Regions from separate parts of the Rattus norvegicus genome. Here region 1 is linked to region 2. Evidence: chromatin contacts called from public Hi-C data. All regions are on one chromosome and are shown on one strand. Each heading gives the region's core, a stretch centred on a gene start, on an enhancer-like site or on the middle of the called end of the contact. The rest is flanking DNA. Distances are from core to core; before and after follow the strand shown. Region 1 holds the start of Il6r (interleukin 6 receptor). Region 2 has its middle 31 kb from the start of She.

The links. A called contact is a pair of places that touch in the nucleus more often than the background predicts.
Region 1: a contact with region 2 is called in a Hi-C map of the A7r5 cell line, with 2.1 times the contacts expected there. The contact joins the promoter of Il6r here to the enhancer-like site in region 2. A contact is called at or near these places in 7 of 12 Hi-C or Micro-C datasets (the A7r5 cell line, Schwann cells, frontal cortex and 3 more).

What each region holds. Positions count from the first base shown.
Region 1 is chr2:177,641,765-177,646,696 of GRCr8, reverse strand. Il6r (interleukin 6 receptor) reads left to right here and starts at 1,488. Exons shown (of 10, transcript NM_017020.3): 1 at 1,488-1,591. The coding sequence starts at 1,507.
Region 2 is chr2:177,587,690-177,592,883 of GRCr8, reverse strand. It overlaps a transcript of Il6r not described here. Among named protein-coding and RNA genes, the nearest start is that of She, 31 kb to the right of the region's middle. Within about 2 kb of position 1,388, at least 21 of the 93 cell types and tissues checked have an H3K27ac peak or open chromatin away from gene starts, as enhancers often do. A contact at or near this core is called in the A7r5 cell line, where this site is marked.

The DNA of each region.
Region 1 (4,932 bases), core at 239-2,738, 54 kb before region 2:
ATTTTATTTTTGAGATAGGGCAAGTTCCACAATGCTTGCCTCTTTCCTGCCTTGGCCTCCAGAGTGTTGGGATTACAGGCGTGTAACTGCAATCCCGTTTTAAAGAGCAGGAGAAAAAATTATGTATTTCTTTTTTTTTTTTTTTTTAGACAGGACCCTCAGACTCACTGTTATCCACCCGCGCTTCTGCTTCCCAAGTGCCTGCATCAGCACAGGGAGAGGGGGACAACCATGCCTTTCTTTCTGTCTATAGGCATGACAGCCATCAAAACCAGTCCACTGTCCTGGGTAGAGGTTTGGTTCTGCCATTGCTTATGGGTGGTTTACACAGAAAGCGTTGGATGCGTAGGTCTGAGGTCTGCATGTTGAACATTGTTGCTTAGATAAAGTCATGTCTTATTTAGGGGTTCAGCCAGAACGCACCCCTTCCAGTTGCCCCATGGACTCTAATCAGTCTAAAGCCCAAAATGGAAGAGTACATTATAACATACTGGTGTAGGTCCAGGGCCCCTCGTCTAAATTTTATTTTCAGTGCGTTTCTTTCCCTCCGCCTTTGCATGGGAAGATGCCCCGTAGCTTCAAGCTCTGTGGCGTGGAAGGGAACCGTGGTGGGCTCTGGTAAATGGCAAGCAGTCAAGTCACGTGGGTAGTCAAGGCCAGACTCCTCATTGAGTACTTGGGGTCCACATACTTAGATAGTGTTTCCAGGAATCTTCATAATGGGCTTAAAAGTAAATCTCTAATAGGTGAGAAAACTGAGATTCCCGGATCCAGAATAGTAATCTTGAGGATGTGACTCATGTGTCTCTGTGTCAGTCTCAAAAGCGCACACTGGTTTCGTTGCCTCTGCAGCAGGCTTCAAAGAGCTGCTCCTCCGCTGGAAGGTGAGAGCAAATCTTTTTCTCAGTTTTTTGGATGCCTAAGTTTTCCCTCAGATCAATTAAATCACAATCTCTGGGGTCGCAGCAGATTTCAGATTCCCTGTTTGATTCCTGTAAGCTCCCGGGACACTGCCCCGCTCTCTACTTTAACAACTAGAGCCACTGGCTGGGGCTTATGAAAGCAAAACCCAAACGGGGGCGCAGAGGGAGGAAAGGAGGGGGCTAATTCCCCTTATCTCAGCGTCAAAACCTGGGGCGGGACCTTGGTGGGAGTCCCTGGAGGCTCAGGTGTGGCGCGGTTGCAAGAAGTAACCCCCACGGAGCCCTGGGTGATTGCGCCATCCTACTGGGCTTTCGTAACTGCGAGCCGGGGCTGCCAAGAGGAGCTTCAGCACCGGTTCCTCAAATGTTTCGCTGTTGCCAGGACTGCCCGCTGCTGTGCGTCACGTGCAAGTGGGAAGTCACGCCGACACAGAACTGAGCCACGCCGGGGCGAGCGCTCGCAGTGCGAGCTGAGTGTGGAGCCCGAAGCGGACGGCGGCTGCTGTCGCGACTCCAATCTGCCGGCCGCCCGGCCCCGGCTGCGGAGCTTCTCCGCCGCCCGCCGCCCCACGTAGAAGGAACCATGCTGGCCGTCGGCTGCACCCTGCTGGTCGCCCTGCTGGCCGCGCCCGCAGTCGCGCTGGTCCTTGGGAGCTGCCGCGCGCTGGGTAAGAGGAGCCGGAGCGGGCGTGGGGAATGTGACACTGTCTGGTTCCGTCGGCAGAGTGAACCCCGTCGGTACCGTGTGCCAGCCTGGGGCTGACCCACCTGTGCTGACGCGGTCGGTGGAGCTTCGTGCGCCCCCTGTTGCGTCTAGCGCCTTTCGCTGCGTGCTCCTGTGTGTGTCTGGGCAGTTACCTAAAGTCTGGGTACAGGACAGTGTGTTTTCCTGGAACCTGACTCTGGTGTCTGGTTCCCAGTGTTCCCACAAGTCTTACTCAACTGCATCCTGGGTCGCTCCAAAAAGAGATACCCAGAAGGCGCGCCCTAGTGGGGTAGTAGTCCCTTCTGAAGATTGCTGTGTGCCACTGGCTCTTTTTGCTTTAGTGGTGGCACCTCGCGTGGCTCTCCTTAGTTCTACTACTTGTTATGTGTGTAATGACAGTGACCTGACGGTGAAGGGTCTGACTGACATCATGGGCTCTGAGTCACTGGTGTTCCCACCTCACATACTTACACCTTTAGCCAACTAGCCCCAGCATGCAGATTGCCGACACCCATGCCACCCCAGTCCTGTGAGTTTGATAGCAAAGGATGTGGGACCTCTTAGAACTGTGCCACCGCCCCTGCTCCAGCCCTCCCTGGTTAGCAGGTGGACCAGGCAGAGAGAGGGTAGGGGCACTGTGTTTGCCTTCACTGCACTCTGCCTTGTGGGTCTAGGCCTCTCTGTGGGCTCTGGCTTCAGGCCCAGCAGCTTTCCTGGTCTCTTCTGGAGGAACTGGGAAACTGCTTCTCTGCAGGTTATTTTAGGCACCGAGGACTTATTCGACTGGATAGAGAGAGAGCGCCAAAGGACACCGGGGAGAGTTGTCCACGATGGTGCTGGTGGTAGAGACAGTCAGTGACTGACAGGCTTTCTTTCTGCCTGGAAGGCAGAATCACTTAAGTTTGGCTTGGTACCCCTGCATATATTTTCTTTCTTTCTTTTCTTGACAGGGTCTCACATAGCCCAGACTGGCCTCAAACTTACGCCTCTTCTGCCTCTATCTCTCGAGTGCTGGGACTTCAGGTATTAACCACCACCCTGTATTTTACACATATATTTAATCCTCTACTGGCTTGACATAAAACTTTGCGGGCGGCCTGAGATCAAGAAAGGTGTATTGGGAAGCTGTCAGGCCCAGGTGCTGGAGCCCTAGCCCTCCGTGTCTCAGTGTTCCTCTGTGGTAGGTAGATCCCCGGTGGGCAGAGCTGAGAGCATCATTCTCATCTGGTGGGATTCTGGGGCAGAAGGCACTGATGAAAGAGAAGGTCCTCACTTAGCCCTTCATGGTGCCAGGCAGGACTGAGGCCTTCTCATCCATCTCCTCCATCTCGGGAGGGCCTCTCTGTCTGTCTCAGTTACTACTCACAGCACAGCCCCGAGCGAGCGAGCGCCCCACCACCACTTCCCATTGTTCCTCAGGAGCTGCAAGGCACTTTGGAGACAGCGAGTTCTGTTTTCCTGTGGCTCAGAAAGGACACCCAAGGACAGGAGGGGGTGGGGTCTTCTGACCCAAACAGCATTTAGAAGGCAGAACTGGGAGTCTGGGGAGGAAGTGAAAGCCCTCCCAGCTCTGAAGGAAAAGGCAGAGAAGTAGAAGTCCCCGACCCATCTCCCACACCCACACTTGCACAGTTACAAACTGGAGAGTAACAATCAAGAAACAAGCATCAAACAGGAAGTGTGGAGCAAATGACTGTGAGATGTTTGACTTTAGAGAAGTGAGGCCAGCTGGAGATGGCTCCCAGGGGAAACCCATGGGTGGGAGATATACATAGATATATGGGTAGGCGAGATAGCTCAGCGCACACACACAGGCGCGCACACAGACACACACACATACTCACACACACACACTCACACACCTCCATCCATCATCCTTGGTGGTTTTGCCTCCATGTATTCATGTCTGTGTGAGGGGCAAGATCCCTTGGAACTGGAGTTACAGTTGTGAGCTGCAATGTGGTGCAGGGAATGATTGAACCTGGGAAGAACAATCAGTGCTCTTAACTGCGGAGCTATCTTTCCAGCACCAATAGGTGGGATCTTTACAGTTTGCTCCTCCAGGGCCTTCTAGGACCCCTCTGTGTCTTCCATCTAGGGTTCTGGACCAGCCGAGACTGAGACTTCTGCTAGGTCAAACTTTCTAGGCGCTGTTGACTGAGGACAGGCTGGGCATGGGCGGCCTCAGTTCCCCTTCCTTTCTGCAAGGCAAGAGAAAACATGCAGCATCAAAGACGCCTAAGTAGCTAAATCTCTCAGCTTCTGAACTTCCTTTGGGGCAACTTCTCTGTCTACAAAACCTGCCTGCATTCCTAGCCTCACCCTGAATCAGTATTTTTCTTTTTTTTTCTTTTTATCGGAGCTGGGGACTGAACCCAGGGCCTTGCGCTTCAGGGCCTTGCGCTTGCTAGGCAAGCGCTCTACCACTGAGCTAAATCCCCAACCCTGAATCAGTATTTTTCTGAAGGGTAAGTTTTTATCTAGCGTCAGATTTCAGCTAGGAAGGCTAGATCCTTGTAAGAATCACAATTTTTAAAACATTAGGGTTTTGTTTTGTTTTGTGTTTTGAGACAGGGTTTCTCTGGGTAACCCTACCTGTCCTGGAACTCACTCTGTAGACCAGGTTGGCCTTGAACTCAGAGGTCTGTCTGTCTTTGCCTCCTGATTGCTGGGATCAAAGGCCACAGTGCCCAACCAAAAATGACAATTCTTGACCCCTGGTCATTTATTAAACCTGCATCAGAAGAGCAGAGAGTGAGGTCTACACTTTCAAAAACAAAATTGTTCCTTGTGATCCCTGGGCACTGCTTAGTTTGAGGACATCTGCCTAAATGGTCAGTCAAAAGAACTGAGTAAAAGACCTTCTTCCTTTACCAGGCTCCCTGTTACCAGAAGCCTCTCCCCGCCTTGGCTCTGCCCCTTGTTTATTCGTTGCAACACATATTTATGGATTCCCCATAAAGCCCTTGGGGACCAAGTGGGATCCATCATGCACACTCCACCCTAAAAGGATCCTGAATGTGGCCAAAAGCAAATCCCGAGGACAGAGCCAGTTCAGTCTCTCTGACTTGACACTGGGTACCAACTCTCCAGGGGCAAACTGTCTCGAGAGGCGGCTAGACAGAGGAACCATTCTGATTGGGACCCCAAGGCAACAGGAGCTTGCCTGTTCTCTACCTCATCTGGCTGGCGTCAGACTGTGTGGGCACAAGTGCAAGTACAGCCCTAGCTGGGTTATGTAAACAAAGTAACTTCCGAGCTGCAAACAGATGTTCCCTCCCTCAGCAAGCCTTTCGTCTCTCC
Region 2 (5,194 bases), core at 139-2,638:
CCTGCCCCTGCCCCTGTCTCTGCCCCTGCCCCTGCCCCTGCCCCTGCCACCTCTGCCTCTCCCTCTGCCTCTGCCTCTGCCTCTCTGCCTCTCTGCCTCTCTGCCTCTCTGCCTCTCTGCCTCTGCCTCTGCCTCTGCCTCTGCCTCTGCCTCTGCCTCTGCCTCCGCCTCTGCCTCCGCCTCTGCCTCCGCCTCTGCCTCCGCCTCTGCCTCCTCTGCTTCGGCCTCCGCCTCTGCCTCCTCTGCCTCTGCCTCTGCCTCTGCAGTGTGGTGTGCACCACCGCTGCCCTGGCCAGTTCCTTAAACTGAACCAGGGGCTTCCCTTTCACTCCTGGACTTGATGTGAGACTTTGCTGCTTATTTTGTATACACTTTAATGGGCCTTTAAAAATCCCTCCAATTCTGTCCTGGATCTCAGGGCTCTGTCACATGGCGGTATGGAAAGGCAAACACCCTAAGAGCCCAACCCGAGAGTCTGAGTTGGACCTTACACAAGCAGCAGAAGACAAAGTTTTGTTTCTGGAAATTTCTAATTATTTCTCTTAAGTTCCATTCCCAGCTCTGCTGGCCTCTTTGGGCCACACAAATAAAATAAAATAAAATAAAATAAAATAAAATAAAATAAAATAAAATAAAATGTGTTAAAATCTTGGACTGGAAAGAGGGCTCAGTGGTTAAGAGAACCAGCCACTCTTCCAGAAGGTTAAAGTCAATGGAAAACCCAGAAATCTCGGAAATGTTTACGTGGAGCGCTTGGAATAAAATCACAGCCGTTTCTGAGAAATATCTCTCAGTTACTTGAAGCACCTTACTGAGAAGGTCTTTACTTAAGGGGAAGAGTCTTCACCACGGCTTCCTGTGGGTGTGTCGCACAGGGGATTTATAAACTTGGGTTCCTTTAGATCTCATGAGATGAAAGCAGACGGAGCACTCCCTAAGAGACTTTTGTTTCGTTTTATTATTTTTTTCTGGACAGAGTCTTGCTATGTAGCCCAGGCTGGCCTGCAGTTCACAGTTCTCCCCTCTCAGCCTGCCCCGTGTGGGAGTTACACCAGTCTGTTATGAGAGAAACAAACTCTTGGCTTTAGGGGCTTGTCTTCTCAGCTCCTGAGTCCACTTGTATTCTCAGGACTCCCCCAGTCCCCTGTGAATAACATTCCTATTTCCACTTCTAGTCAACTTCCCCTGGCGCCATCTTCTGGCCTAGGACCCAGATGTCCTCTGAACTCTGACTTGCAGCCTGGAACTAAGCATGACTTTCCTTTATTTTCCCATCTCTTGCTTGGATTTTAACTAAAGTCTAAATATAGCTCTGAGACACTCTGGGCTTTCTTATTGGTTCTTGGCCACCAAACCAAACTCAAAGGGCAGGGCTTCCTCCTCCTGGCAGCTGACAGAATCTCCAGCTTTCCTGCGCGTTTTGAGTCAGAGCCCTGGCTGTCCTGGAACTCACTCTGTAGACCAGGTTCATGAACTCACAGAGTCCCGCCTATCTCTGCTTCCCAACTGCTGGGATTAAAGGTGTATGCCAACACAGCCAGCCTTGCTCCACTGTCTGTCTGTCTCTTGTCTGTCTCTTTCCTTCTTCCTTCCTTCTTTCTTTTTAAAGATTTATTGATGTATGTTATATATATGGGTGCTTTGACTGAAGATGTGTCTGTACACCAGAAGAGGGTGTTGGATTTAATTGTAAATGGTTGCGAGCTGCCTCAGGGTGCTGGGAGAGCCTTGGAAGAGTAGCTAGAGAGAGCTCTCTCTAGTCTCTGCTCTGCTGTGTCTCAACCAAACTATAATATGAGATTTTCTGGAGCTTCCACAGCAATGACAAAAAAACCAAAGCAAGATCCCTAATACTTCTCTCTTTCTCTTTCTCTCTCTCTCTCTCTCTTTCTTTTCCTCCTTCTTCTCCTCCTCCTCCTCCTTCTCCTTTTCCTCCTTCTCCTCCTTCTCCTCTTCCTCCTTCTCCTCCTTCTCCTCCTTCTCTTCCTCCTTCTCCTCCTCCTTCCTCCTTTTCCTCCTCTTCCTCTTCCTCCTCTTCTTCCTCTTCCTCCTCTTTCCCTCCTCCTTTTCCTCCTCCACCACCTCCTCCCCCTCCTCTTCCTTTTCTTCCTCTTCCTCTTCTTCCTCTTCCTTCTCTTTCTCCTCCTCCTTTTCCTCCTCCACCTCATCCTCCTCCAACTCCTCCTCCTTCTCCTCTTCCTTCCCCTTCTCCTCCTCTACCTCCTCCTCCTTCTCCTCCTCTTCCTTTTCTTCCTCCTCCTTCTCCTCCTCTTCCTTTTCTTCCTCCTCCTCCTCCTCTTCCTCTTCTCTCATTGAGATAAGAATCTCAGGTATCCAGTTTTCTCTGAAGTAGAGAGTGGCCTTGAACCCCTTATTTCCTGTTCTTACTTCCTTCTCTTATTTACTCCTGGGAGTTGGGTGGGGCACTACCCTAGCTAGGCTGTTTCTGGCAGCAGTACAGGGACTGGTGGCTCTTCATGGGGACAGCGGCCTCAGACCTGAGCTACCTCCAGCAAAATAGCCTGAGAACAACATCTGTGAAGTCAAGGTGGGCCCGTGCTTTCTCTTTTCCTCTATGTGTATTACATGGCAACATTTTCCATGAGCATGGTTTCTATAATGAAAGGAAACTTCATTAAGAAGCTATAATCTCGTCTCTCTCTTTCTTTGTTCCACTTTTTGGTTTCTTTTTTTTTTTTATTTATTTTATTTTTTTGGTTCTTTTTTTTTTTTTTTTTTTCGGAGCTGGGGACCGAACCCAGGGCCTTGCGCTTCCTAGGCAAGCGCTCTACCACTGAGCTAAATCCCCAACCCCTCACTTTTTGGTTTCTTGAGGAGGATCTTCTATTATGTAGCCCCAACTGTGTAGAGACTCCCTCTGTAGACCAGGCTGGCCTTGAACTCACAGAGATCCACCAGTCTTGGCCTCTCAAGTGCAGGGATTAGAGGTGAGTGCACTGTGCCCCGCCTCCCTCTATTTTTAATAGGCTGAACTGTCTCAGAACAGTTGTCTATGAAGGCCAGTACGTACTTGTGGTTCCAGCTCCTTGGAAGGCTGATGCTAAAAGATTACTTGAACCCAGGAGTATTTGGGCAACGTAGCCAGACTCAGTGTTTAACAGTCACTTGGGCAGCACATACACTAAAATTGAAACAGCACAGAGAGAACAAGTGTGGGCCCTGCCCAAGGACATGCAAATGTAAAGCCCTCTTTGTTTCTAAAAACTGACCAACCAAAGGACCCAGCAAGGGAACAAAGTGGCTATAGTCAGTCTCCCAAAGACAGTGGTCCTGGAGGCGCTGGTAGGTATGAAGTGGCTCGCACTACCCTCTAATAAAGCTTGATGCTCTGTTTTTAAAAGACAAAGGTTGTAGAAGCCATGTTTTAGTTGGAAACTCAGTTTAAAATAATCCAAAATGGGGTTGGGGATTTAGCTCAGTGGTAGAGCGCTTGACTAGCAAGCACAAGACCCTGGGTTTGGTCCCCAGTTCCGGAAAAAAAAAATAAAAAAAAAATAAAAAAAAATAAAAAAGATAATCCAAAATGAATACATCTTTGTTATCTCTCTCTTACTTATTTATACTTAAATAAAAAAGATTTATTTATTATATATAAGTATGCTGTAGCTGTCTTTACACACAGCAGAAGAGGGCATCAGATCCCATTACAGATGGTTGTGAGCCACCATGTGGTTGCTGGGATTTGAACTCAGGACCTCTAGAAGAGCAGTCAGTGCTCCTAAGCACTGGGCCATTTCTCCAGCCCCTATTTATACTTTTCTGAGATAGGTTTTCATCATGTGGCCCAGACTGGCCTGGAACTTGTTATGTAGAGCAGGCTCTTAGTTCTCAGTAGATGCTTCTTCTTGTCTACCACACCAGTTCATTCTTTGACAAGTCAACTGGATTAATCTGCAAATGTGGTAATGCATCTTTTTAATGTAATTATTTCAAATTAGTAGTCCTATTCATTTGTGCACATGTATCAGAAGGCAAACTGAATCACTGAAAAGTCATGGAGGAAGCATTTTGAGTCAGTGGTGACCTCAGTGTGACTCACAGTGTGGGTAAAGAAACTGGAAACGACTCGTCCAGCCTCAGAGCAGAGCTCCTCAGTGTAACCCTACACTGACTGTCAGGGCTTCAGCAGCCTGTGGGATTTCACAACTGTCTGGGCCCAGGGTGGCCCAGGATGGGGAGGGGCTCCTTGGATAGGGGGAAGGCTGCCTGGAGCCAGGAGGCCACCTGTCAGCCTCAGCCCAGCTTTGTCCTGGAGGTGGAGTCCTCCCTGTGTCCATTTCCTTTGCCCCACGCCCACTGGGATGCAGTCCAGAGGTGTGGCTGAGCCGGGACAGAGGGCCTGTGCCCATTTCATATTAATGGCGAGCAAAATTATAGGCAGGGGCTGCCTCTCCTCTTTCTAAGCCATTCATTCTCTCTCTTGTGATGGCTGCCTCAAGGGCATGTAGAGAGCCTTTGGCCCAGGTTTACTGGAGAGCTCAGACCTCAGGGGCTCTGGGAGAGAACTCTGTACTGGGCACTGCAAACCTCTATCTCCAGTTGGCCTGATACACTGCCATTGTTAGAGACAGAGTAGGGTGGGCTGGAGAGAGGGCTCAGCTGTTAAAGGTTAGGCTCGCCACCTAAAATATGGGAGAATAGAAGTGTTTTTGTTTTTTTTTTTGTTTTTTTTTTTGGTTCTTTTTTTTTTTTTCGGAGCTGGGGACCGAACCCAGGGCCTTGCGCTTGCTAGGCAAGCGCTCTACCACTGAGCTAAATCCCCAACCCCTTAGAGGTGTTTTTTAAACTATGTATGTATTCTTATTTTACGTGTATGAGTGTTTGCTTGAATGTATGACCACAGAGCCTGGAGATGTGTAGGCTCCTGTTGGAACTGCAGTTCCAGATAGCTGTGAGCCAAGTACATGCTTGGAAGGGAATTCTGCAAGAGCAGCCAGTGCGCCTAAACCTGAGTTTCTCTCCAGGACTTCACCTTCCTGATCCTGTTCTTCAGATGTGAAGGGTTCCGTAGGCTGAGTGTATGACCTGGAAGGGAAGTAGAGGTGTGGCAATTAAAAATCACGCATGGCCAGGCATGGTGGCACACACCAGCAATCCCAGGACTAGGAAGGTAGAGGCAGGGGGACCTTACATTTGAAGAAGCTTGGCCTACATTAAAAAACAAATAAACAAA